3 separate regions of the Gossypium hirsutum genome follow, and all the other regions are linked to region 1. Evidence: chromatin contacts called from public Hi-C data. All regions are on one chromosome and are shown on one strand. Each heading gives the region's core, a stretch centred on a gene start, on an enhancer-like site or on the middle of the called end of the contact. The rest is flanking DNA. Distances are from core to core; before and after follow the strand shown. Region 1 has its middle 11 kb from the start of LOC107921509. Region 2 holds the start of LOC107921508. Region 3 overlaps LOC107921512 (ferredoxin-dependent glutamate synthase, chloroplastic).

Evidence for each region. Hi-C and Micro-C count contacts between places; a contact is called where the count stands out from the background.
Region 2: a Hi-C map of hypocotyl shows a contact between it and region 1, with 3 times the contacts expected there. The contact joins the promoter of LOC107921508 here to the enhancer-like site in region 1. A contact is called at or near these places in 7 of 34 Hi-C or Micro-C datasets (hypocotyl, leaf and seedling).
Region 3: a Hi-C map of leaf shows a contact between it and region 1, with 2.6 times the contacts expected there. The contact joins two enhancer-like sites. A contact is called at or near these places in 4 of 34 Hi-C or Micro-C datasets (leaf and petal).

The regions. Positions count from the first base shown.
Region 1 is chrD01:60,603,105-60,606,945 of Gossypium_hirsutum_v2.1, reverse strand. No RefSeq gene overlaps it. Among protein-coding and RNA genes, the nearest start is that of LOC107921509, 11 kb to the left of the region's middle. Within about 2 kb of position 1,610, at least 3 of the 9 cell types and tissues checked have an H3K27ac peak or open chromatin away from gene starts, as enhancers often do. A contact at or near this core is called in hypocotyl and leaf, where this site is marked.
Region 2 is chrD01:60,667,728-60,671,495 of Gossypium_hirsutum_v2.1, reverse strand. It overlaps LOC107921508, which reads left to right and starts at 1,610. Exons shown (of 1, transcript XM_016851353.1): 1 at 1,610-1,936. The coding sequence starts at 1,610. The coding sequence ends at 1,936.
Region 3 is chrD01:60,497,000-60,500,729 of Gossypium_hirsutum_v2.1, reverse strand. It overlaps LOC107921512 (ferredoxin-dependent glutamate synthase, chloroplastic), which reads right to left. Exons shown (of 34, transcript XM_041087544.1): 33 at 3,128-3,211; 34 at 1,610-2,238. The coding sequence ends at 2,077. Among protein-coding and RNA genes, the nearest start is that of LOC107921512, 32 kb to the right of the region's middle. Within about 2 kb of position 1,974, at least 2 of the 9 cell types and tissues checked have an H3K27ac peak or open chromatin away from gene starts, as enhancers often do. A contact at or near this core is called in leaf, where this site is marked.

The DNA of each region.
Region 1 (3,841 bases), core at 361-2,860:
GTTGCCCCAAAACTCCAACAAATAAATTATAAACATATAATATAACCTTAAACTCTAAATCTAAACCTTGCACATAAAATATAAGCATATAATATATAAATTATTACAAAAAAAAAAAACTGAACCTTATAAGTTTCACAAGATGCCCTAGAACTCCAACTCGTGATAAGTTGTTTTTTTAACCGTTGCTTCTGTTTAAAATTTGTATGGGAGGAGAATTTTTTTTTTTTGTACCCTTGCTCAACTCCAAAATATGTGTGGGAGGAGGGGAGGGGATCAATGTTTAAATATTGGTCTGGAAGGTGAAATTAATATATATAAATGATGTATTGGGGGAGGGGTTGCCGTGACCGATTGTCAGGTAGCATTGCCTTGACACTCTTATTGCTGATGTGACCAATTAGTTATGGCAGTCTCACCCCTAATACATTGCAAAAAAATTTGTTTTTCAAATTTTAAACTAGGGTCGCCACTTAATCGGGCGATATCAATATTAACTGTAAATTTTCAAATTTCCTTTATATTTGATGCAATTACCCGTATTTCTTCAATAAAATTTCAATGTTTCCATACAAACTGATAACACCAATTAAAAAACATTTCTTTTTTCACCTGAAATGATTTAATTATAATTGGAATTCTTTTAAGGGTGATGTCGTCTATTACATGGCCACATCAAAAAACACTATTCAAAACATATTATTCTCATAAGATAAATTTTTTCTTATTTAATTGTTTTGTATTATTAATGTAAAAGAGCCTATCTTTTTCTTTCTAAAATGTCTTAAAAAGAATATTAAAAAGGAAAAGACTGAAATGACTCCTCAGCAGACAAAAAGGAAGCTAACGACACCTCTCCTTTTGGTGATGCTTGTCAATAACCATCAATTATGCAAAAAGGACAAGCTAATGACACTCTCCTTTTGGTGATGCTACTCAAAATTCAGAGAGAAATTATTTAAATCTATTTTTTTTATATTCACATACTCTGCACTAAATGACATATACACATTTCATCTCATGACTAAGGGGCAAAAATAATATATATGAATTTTTTTATTAGTAAATTATAATAACAGTGTAAAGTTCGAATAACAAACGTAATTAGCGCGACTCGAATTTAAATCACACATGGGATAATAAATACTTTTGACCATTAGGCCGTCACATAAGGTTCATATATAATTATATTTAAGTCTATCGAGAGTATCTAATAATAAATTACTCAATACCACTTAGCATTTATTTGGATCAATTACTAATATCTACTAATTGTTTTTAAAGGTATTGATAGGAGCATGGAAGGGATTTAATTTCAAGAAAATATTTCATGATTTAATCAGGGTTGTTATTTATTTATCAATTTTCTTAGAAAAGTGGAGGTATATATAACTTTTCTATCCTTACAATTGACATCAGCTACTTATATTCGAGTTTGAAAAGACTTACAATTGATTAGGGGGGTGGAAGGGCATATTTTGTCCTTGTTATTTTTCTTTCATTAGTTTATTTTTAATTAATTCTAATTTCTATTCCTGTTTCCAGATTGGGTTGAATCACATGCAAGCCCAATCAGCCTCAATTGCACCAAGGCCCAACATCATTCCTTTTGGACCCAACTTGGGGCTTGAGTTATTGATACTAGTGGTGGAGCCACATTCATGATTGTGGACCCCATAAAGAAAAAGTTAAAAGAAGACTTACGAAAAAGTTTTAATTTATATAATTGGTGAATTGACCTCATTTTTTTTTTAAATGAGCCATCAAAATTTTTGAAAAAAGATTATTTTATATAAAAAATTGTTTTCTCCACTACTAAAACTCAAAAACCCTTAGGCCTATTATTTACATAAACATTCATCATTTTTCTTAAATTTCTCTTATTCTCTTGCACACTCTATAATTTTTATATTATATGTAATTAATTTTTCAATACTTTTAAGTAAGTCTTCTTAATTTGATAATAACTCTTCCAAACTTTATTGATTAATATCTAAAAATTTAGGATTGTGACTTTTCTTATAAAGGATTGGGATTTCTATGCAAGATTCTATTTTATTCGTCAAATGATTTTGGAATATTGATTTTGTATGAGATTCCTAATATCTTGATTGAGTAATAACTTTTATAGGTTTATTAATAGAAATACTAGGAGAAATTAAGATTGATTGCCTTTATAGTATCGAATTTCTTGAAAATTGATTAGAAATTTAGCATTTCTATTTATAAAATATTGTTGATAGTGTCATTATTGTGAATCTTGTGTTTGTGTTCATATTGTGTTTGACATATTGCATTCTCATGACACCAAAAAGAACTAAAGTGATTTAATTTGAAAAAAGTCTAAAGAGTTAAGTTTTGAAAACCTTTCAGCCGATCCAAAATTAAGAATTAAAATTACATATCTAAATGATACAATCAACCTCAGAATGGCATGCATATTTGCAAAAACTATATTATCAACCTCACAATCACAACTTTTCAAAAAAAAAAACCAAATTATTAGTTTATACGACCTTTATAATCATTTTAATTTTTCAAAATTTGACCCTCACAATTCAAAATTTCTGGCTCCACCCTTAGTTGATATTGTTTAGATTATCAAGTTAGGAAGTAATGATGTAAATATTCAAAGTATAAACTTACTTATAGTTTAGTGACCAATTTATAACTTTTTAAAATTAAATGACCGAATTGTAAGCTTACTAATAGTTGAGTGACTAATTTGTAACTTTCGAATAGTTCAAAGATCAATGTGTAACTTTTTTTAAAATTGAGTGACCAAAGTACAAACTTACTAATAATTAAGTGATTTTTAGTTTACTTTATCCAAAACAGCAAAAAATTTATTTAGATAACTTTAATTTTAACCAATACAGTTAAATATACAAGAGTGTATGGAGGTGGGTTTTTTTATAAAAATATTATAAAAAAATAAAAATTTACCAAAATATTATCCTTTTTTTTATTTACCAAAATATTATAACTTTTTTTTATTTACCAAAATATACCAAAAAAAACCAAAAAAGAGAAGGAAAAAAAACCTGACAACAGCCTGATCAGGTCAATCACATTGGCGGCACCAATGGTGCCAAAGGACTAAAATGTAACTTTCTGTAGTTTCAAGGACTTGACATGCAAATTTACCATTTTGAATTTTGAAATTGAATTGCTGCTCCTGTGCGTGTGGGGCGCACTAAAATTGAAATGTGGCTAATTGCCTTCTAAGCCCTCCTTATTTATTATTTTCTTTTTATTCCTCTTCAAGTCACTTTTTTATTTAATAAACAAGCCCTCAACCTTTTAATTTAATAAACTATTCTCATTTAATAACTCTATTTTAATTTTAAAAAATTAAGTTAAAATAGTTTACTTAATTTTTTTAAAATTAAAATAGAGTTATTAAATGAGAGAATTCTAATTAAGTAATAACTCTATTTTAATTTAATAAACTATTCTCATTTAATAAGTTATTAAATGAGAATATTTTATTAAATTAAAATAGAGTTATTACTTAATTAGAATTCTAAGTATCTTAATTATCACTTAACTAATATTAGATTTAATTAAAAAATTAATAGAAATACCAGGCAGGCCTTATTGAAAAACCAGAAATAATAATAAAACTGATCACCCATAAATGTGACCCAAATAGAAAAAATAAATTATAATTATAAACTATTATCATCAAATTTAGTAAATTTTTTAAATAAACTATTCTCATCAAATTACTAAAATAATACATAAAATGCGAATTAGTTTATACTTTTTTAAATAGCTTTACTTTAGGTAAAATATATTTACTTTAATAATAAAATAAAGGGCTTTTATGAGTAAAAAT
Region 2 (3,768 bases), core at 361-2,860, 65 kb before region 1:
CAACACTTTTACTTCACTATAAGAGTAAGACTAAGGGACAATGGGACATTAGATGCAAGGACACTTGGTTCCTCACTTATTACACTTGAACCCACGTCGGATTCTGATGATTGTATATTTGTTTTATATTTTAGCACACTTTCACCTTTGTGTCAATCTTTGTTTTAGAGAAATATTACTAGTTTTCTAGTGTTATTTTGCATGTTTTAGAATTTAGGTATTTATTTGTTAATTTTCATCATTTCAATTCATTCATTTCTTTCTTTCTTTTTATACAATGCAATTTTCTATTCTTAACCCTCTAAATCCTTAAATAAAAGGAAAAGTGTAAACGCTCAAGCTCACATCTTCCTTATTATCGCAATAGCATTGATGTCAATTGAATTAGCGCTCAATCAACTTAATGCATTTTTCTTTATTTTTAATATGTTGCAATTATTGTGTAAGTTAAGAAGGATGTTAAATGAAAATTATGGAGAAATAAATGGCAAGCACTACGACTTGAAGGAAGCAATGTCACGACAACATAAAGGAGCAAATCCACCTGGTTAGTGGATAAAGTCATGACTTCCAAGCTTTTTATGGCATTCTTTCTTCCAAACGCCGCAAAACGAGGTTGCTAGTAGCATTCCCTTAATAAACACATCTAAATTTTTAAAATTTATTAAAAATTGGTATTTTTTAATAATACAATCCAATCATATATAATTTCACATATATATAATATATACTATATAATTCATAGATAGCAAAATTAAAATATTTTATACAAAGCAATTAAGTTCTAATACACTTAAAAAATAACATACATTAAAATATTTTAATGTATCATTCATACACTAAAATATTTTAGAAAGCGTTCCAAAGCACCAATACCCACATTTAGGGGGTTGTGTTTGTAGAAAATTGGAGAAGTTGGACATGCAAGGTGGTAAATATGATTATGTTAGTGTCTCAAGGGTTGCAAAGTCTTTCTTTTTCATTAAGAAAGTCTTTGTCAAAGTACTAGGGAGATTGTAAGCTTTTTAGTAAAAGTAGGGGGCTAGGTTTGTTAGAGTTTGTTAGCTTGAGTCATGTATATAAGCATTGCTTGGTTAATGAATTTTGATCATCCTTCTCCATTTTCAGTTTTTATGCCTTCAGTTAGCTCTTTGCTGAAACAATGGTGGTATCAATAACCTTTTTTCTTGAGGGACCTATGAGAGAAGCCCTGTGAGAATCATGAGAGAAAAACTAAGAGATACACTTGTGAGGAATTGAGAAAAATGGAATTAGGATCAAGCAACCTGTCTATTCTAGCCCTACTTGTGTTTGATGGAGAGAATTATCAAACATGGGCTATGAGAATGCAAGCATACATGAAGGGTTGTGATTATTGGAAAGTTGTTGAGGAAGACTATGAGGTGACTCTACTTCTCAACAATCGAACTATGAACCAGATTAAACTGCATAACGAGAGAACCACCAAGAAGGAAAGGCAAAAGAAAACGCTTGCTTTTAAGCTACTATTTCACCAACCATATTCAATAGATTTATGGCTTTTGGATCAACAGAGGAGATATGAGACTACCCCAAGGCTAAGTATTAAGGAGATGAGAGGATTAAGAGCATGGAGCTTTTGAACTTGATCAGAGAATTCGAGAGGCTGCAGATGAAGGAGTCTGAGTCAATCAAAGAATACTTAGACAAGCTGATAGATATTGCTAACAAGGTAATGGTTCTTAAGACGAATCTCTCTGATCGTAGACTAGTGCAAAAAAAACTAGTTTTTGTGCCTGAGAAGTATGAAGCAACAATTTCTTCTTTGGAAAACACCAAAGACTTGACTCAGCTGAGTGTAGTGGAGTTGATCAGTACTTTACAAGCAAAGGAGCAGAGGAGGCTATTAAGGCAGGAAGGAAGCATAGAAGGAGCATTAAAGGCTAAGATGCAGTAGGGTGAAGGAGGAAAGGACCATAAGTGGAATAGGAAGAAGAGTAGTGGCAATAGTGGTTCAGAAGTTACTACAAAAGGTAGTGGTGTTGGAAATTCCAACAAGTACTCTTCATATAAGTATTGTGGAAAGCAAAACCATCTCTATTTTAGGTGTTGAAGAAGGCCAGATGTGAACTGTAGAAGGTGCAACTTGATGGGGCACATTAGAGGTTCTTCAAGGAAACAAGAAATCAATAGCAAGATGGAGCACATGTTGCAGTTAAAGAAGAAGAGGACCAATTATTTGTACGCATGATTCATTGAGTTAATTGGGAGCTTAGGTTAGCCTAAACACATATCCTAAGTTCCAAATGTAAGTGTTTTTATACCTTTGCCTCATTTTGAAAAATGGTGTTCATGTGATGTGTGATTGGATATGAGATGTGATAATATAGCAAGTAATAAGTGAAAATATCAGTATATGATAAGTGGTTTACTGGTTTAATGCACATCTATGTGAACTAAAATGATTGTGGCTCATTGAGCATTGTAGTGGCACTTGTAAGTGCATCAAGTGTGAATGTGATAGTGATGTGGAAATGATGAACGTGAATAGAGAAATTGTGCATAAAATAGTAACTAAACGTGCATAAAAGAGGATACCGGAAAAGTACATTATCGGGCCCCCGTCTTAGTAAACTGAGTCATAAATAATTATTAGAAGTAATTATGAGTTTAGTTTAGTGCTTAATTACGTATTAATTAGGTGAATTTAGTCTAATTAAGAATAATTAGGAAAAATGATCAAATTGAATAAAGAATGAAAGTCTAATTATAGATTAAAAGAAAGTAAAAAGGGCTAAAATGGCAATTAAGCCATTTATATAAAATGAGGCGGCATACATGCATTAAAATCCAAGATTTATTTAAGTTATATATAAATATTACATGTATATAATTATTATAATTATTGACCATTATTATGGTTTTATATTATTATTATCATGATATTGTATTTGTGCCAAATGAATGATGATTAAATAATACATGTGTAAAACATAAATATATACCATTGTAATATATTTTTATTTGTATATTAAATAGATACTTATTATTTTAAAGATATTTATTAGATAAATAATTAAATAATAATAATTATTATTATTATTTTTACATATTGTGAAATGTTAAAATAGTGACAAGTGTATGGTAGTGATAATAAACACGTGTAAAATACATAAAAATACACTTGTAATATATTTGTATATTTTCTTAAACAATAAGCAAAAGATATTTATTAGTTATTAATATATTATAAAATAAATAAATAAAGAAAAATGTATGGTGATGATTTAGTACAAGTGTATTAATAAAATACATACATTTGTAATACTTATAATTAATTAACTAAACATAAAGTAAAATAAAACAAAGCAAAAGAAAAGAAAGAAACAGAATAGACGGAGAGAAACAGAGAAGAAACATGGGAGAAAGAAAGAAAGAAAAAGAAAAAGAGAAAGAAAGGAAAAATTAGTGTTTAAGGTTTTTAAGCTTTAAAGGTAAGTTTAATCAAGTCCTTTTCTTTTAATTTAGATGTTTTAGAAGTTTTAAAACAAAGTTTTGTTAAAAATAAGTTGAGGTTTTGGAAGTTTATAGGTTTTTAAGCATGGTTCATGTTGAATAAATTGTTAAAGTAGGGATTTATTTGATAGAAATTTTGATTGGAATTGAATAAATGATTGAATTGTCAACTAAGCTATAAGTTTTGAATTTTAGGGATTAAATTGAAATAAATTCGAAATTATGAAGATATGATAAAAATTAGATAGTTAAATGTGGGTTTGGCAAGAAATT
Region 3 (3,730 bases), core at 725-3,224, 110 kb after region 1:
GAAACGGGGCTTGCTGCGGCGCTGCTTACTACTCTAGGGTTTTTTGGTTTAACTTTGCTTTGGGCCAGGGTTATTTTGGGATTTTTGGTTTAATGGTTTGGGCCTGTATCTATTGTTGGGTCTGTAATTTGGTTATTGGGTCAATTGGGCCCTATTACAAAGACTAAACAATTGGAGAATGGAATTCAAGGTTTTGTTTAAAGCTTTATTTCAAGTGAGTTTCAAACTGAAGTTCTAGAATCATCTTCAAATCTCTAGAAACTTGGAGAGCAGACTCAAGTATGTGTCAAGTAAGACTCTTTTTTGTATTGAAGAGAACTTAAACTAAACAGAGACCCTTCTCATCCTCTCTAAACCACTCTCATAATCTTGTAGCAATTGTAGCACATCCATAGGAGCTTGTGGAAAGACAAGAATCCCATAATGGTTCCCAAGTGCCATAACCGCTATTGCATCTAGCCGATTCCCTTCGTGTTACCTGCACCTCCCATTCCCGTCGAAGGAAGCTAGCAATTTTATTATTTATCAAGTAACTTTGGAGAATTTTGTAATAAGTTTAACCCTCATTTCTAGTAAAAGGCATTGCACATGCCCGAAAATTACACTCCAAGTAAGTCTATTTATTTTACTTTTTTTATTTCTTAGAGTTAAATAATTGATTACTTGGCAAGCAAGTGGCTGATACAAATCAATAAAAATATTTGCAAATGCTACATACTTGCATGTCAAGTAGTTTGAGTAGGTCTTAGAAGAATTAGCTTGCATGCATTGTAAGATAGTTGACTAAATCTTAAGAGGTTTAGAGTTTCTTAACTTGCAAGCCAATTTTAAACTATATATAGGAAGGCATGATCGCCATTAGGATATGTACCTTTGTTTTTGTTTTTTTATTATTAATAAAATTACTCAAGAGAGTTTTTCTTTCAAGATTCAATTATTGTTTGAGCTTCAAAGATTTGCAGCAACTCAACATCAAGCTTGCAACTTTTAACACTCTAATTTGCTAGGTTCATATTTTAGAGAGTTGGTTAGAATCCTATGATTATCTTTGTTCGTTACTCAACCAAAAGGGGCGTGGGAACACTAATCTATCATTTCAATTTCATCCTTATACCTTAAAAGGGCATTTGATCCATAAAAAAGATGGCAGCAGCAACTCAATTAATGAATCCTAACTTACAACTTAATTGCTAAAATGTCTTTGGTTGAAGTGACAAACTCCGACGTTATCCTCACAGCTCTAATCAGGAAAACATTTACAGCAGCTCCCTTGGTTCTAGGTCTCATCATTTTTTTTACATTTAAAGCTCTCAAATACTATGTAAACTCATCCAAGTGGTTGCCCCTTCATCTTGTCCAAGTCTAATCCTTTCAAATGGACCTTTTTTATTAAGTCAGTTTGATTACTGATAAACTAATATAATACACATTATCTAAAGCCAAGCCAAAATACCCTTAAATGGAAGCTCTTCAAACCAACAGATTCCATTTTGACCTGTTTTGCACTTATTTTTATAAGATGGATGCACAATTAGCATATCATGGTAGTAGGATAATTGCCATACAAGATAGTCATGTCCTCGTCCATTTGGGCTCTGTGAAACTAGTATTCAGACAAATTGGCATCGCAAGGCTTTTATTTTCAGTTGGCTGACAGAATAGTGAAGATAAAAAATACACTTTGACCCAAAGTACGATAAGTAATGGCACTGAATACGAGCGTAGAACAAACCAAGTTCAATTGGATGGAAAAAGGGCAGCGAGTAGCGTGCCACCCAAATAAACCTTGGACAATATTATGAAAACTAAACTAAACTAAACTAATCTGAATCTACAACTTTCAAGCATGATGACTACATAACTGCTATAACACCTGGAGGTTGAATGCTTTCGGATGGATTGACAAAGACCAAATGCTGACACCATATACTACCGAAGTTCTTCCTCTCCCCGCACTGAACTCCCACAAGCAAGATAGCATTCATTCACGACGCCCACAACAATCCCCTTTTGGTTGATCTGTACAGTGTGGGGCAAGAATAATGCTCTAAGAGAACATATGGTCTGATCATTAACTCAGGCTGACTGCAACGTCACCTTCTCCGAAGCTGTGCTCTGATACTCAGCACAAGCCTCCGGGGTATCTTCTTCACTAGGTGGAACCAGCTGCCAGAACAGTGATAGGTACTTGTCCCATTCAAGCAAAATCATAGAGCCTTTGGCACTCCCAGTTTTTTCCTTCACCATGAAGATTTAAAGTAAGGACATTGTTCAAGAAAATAAAGGCAAAGCACATAAAGAACTTATACCGCAATAGAAAATCCGACATTTGTAAAAGTAGTTTTTAAAGTTAATGGCAATAATCATTACATGAGATAGTATTGATATTATAATCGTAGTCTTCAAATTGAAAAAGAGAATGTCCTTGATTAATTCACTCAGAAAATAAAGAAAATCAAAGTGTTTTCCGTAATATAAGAAGCAGCAGGGGATAAAATTACAATTAGCAAAAATCATAATAAATGACTATATATTTCTATATTCATATTACTGATTTATAGCCTAGTGTATTCAAGACTTCATTTTCGTTTGGAAAATCTAATACGAATTTTGAAACAAAAGAATAGAATATACATGTGTGCATATATATATATATACATCACAATTCAGCATATAAAAGAAAGGTATTATTGATGTGTTTGTGACAACTATTTGCTAATGGACAAATCACTTAACATTAGTAGGAACAGATTTTGTTTGAAGAATATACTATACAAAAAAACTGTTAATCATCACGATTTCAATATTTAATCTTTTGGGAATCTTGAATTTTTAAAATATTACTTCATATAAAAGAAATTCCTATAAATTTTAACAGCATTTTATACTCGAGGTTTAGATTTTTGAGGGGGGCAGATTAGTTTTCATGTACCATTTGAAGAGCCTAAACTAAATTCACCATGTACATAAGAGAATACTAAAACTTAGCCAGACCACAGTCTTAAGTGGCTCTGCCACTGCCCACTTGTCAGCAAGCAGTGGCTCTTAACCTAAGAAATATGTGACAAGTCAAAGTGTTCATTGTGCTGGTTCATTATGATTGTTGGACAATTCAAGGTGAACTTACAACATGGGCCTCGATAAGGCTCTTAAGCTGCATCTGTCCAACAGGGGCAGTTACTCTTTGGATCTTCACAATTTCCTTATTTACCTGATCAAACATTTATAAAATTGTAAAGATGTGAATCTGAAGGAATATTGATGGAAAGCAAATGGTAATAGTATGATATATTTTTCTCATAGATATTTGATCAATTAGAAGAACCAGAACAAAAACATTACTTTCACTGACTTGCATCCCTATAGATTATACTTATGTGCTACAATTGTCAAAAGTGAAGCAAGCAGACTGGAAATGTGCAAGAGGCCTTCATTGCAAAATCTATGAATCTAATGCTTTGGCTAACAATTGGAAACCTCTAAACTAGAGGAAATTGATGTTCAAAAGGATATTTTTCTTCTTCTTTTAGTAGAGTGTGGGGGAAAAGGAAGTATTCCAAAGTTTAGAATCTAAGAAAAAATATATCAGTAATAATAAGGTGAATTGAAGTAGAAAGAAAGGGGAGAAAAGGCTAAAGCATTAAAATATTTTATAAACTTTGTGCGTGTCTCATGTGACCACATTCTGTTTCAGAGCAGCTGAAGAAATGGGACACAACTGATGACTGAT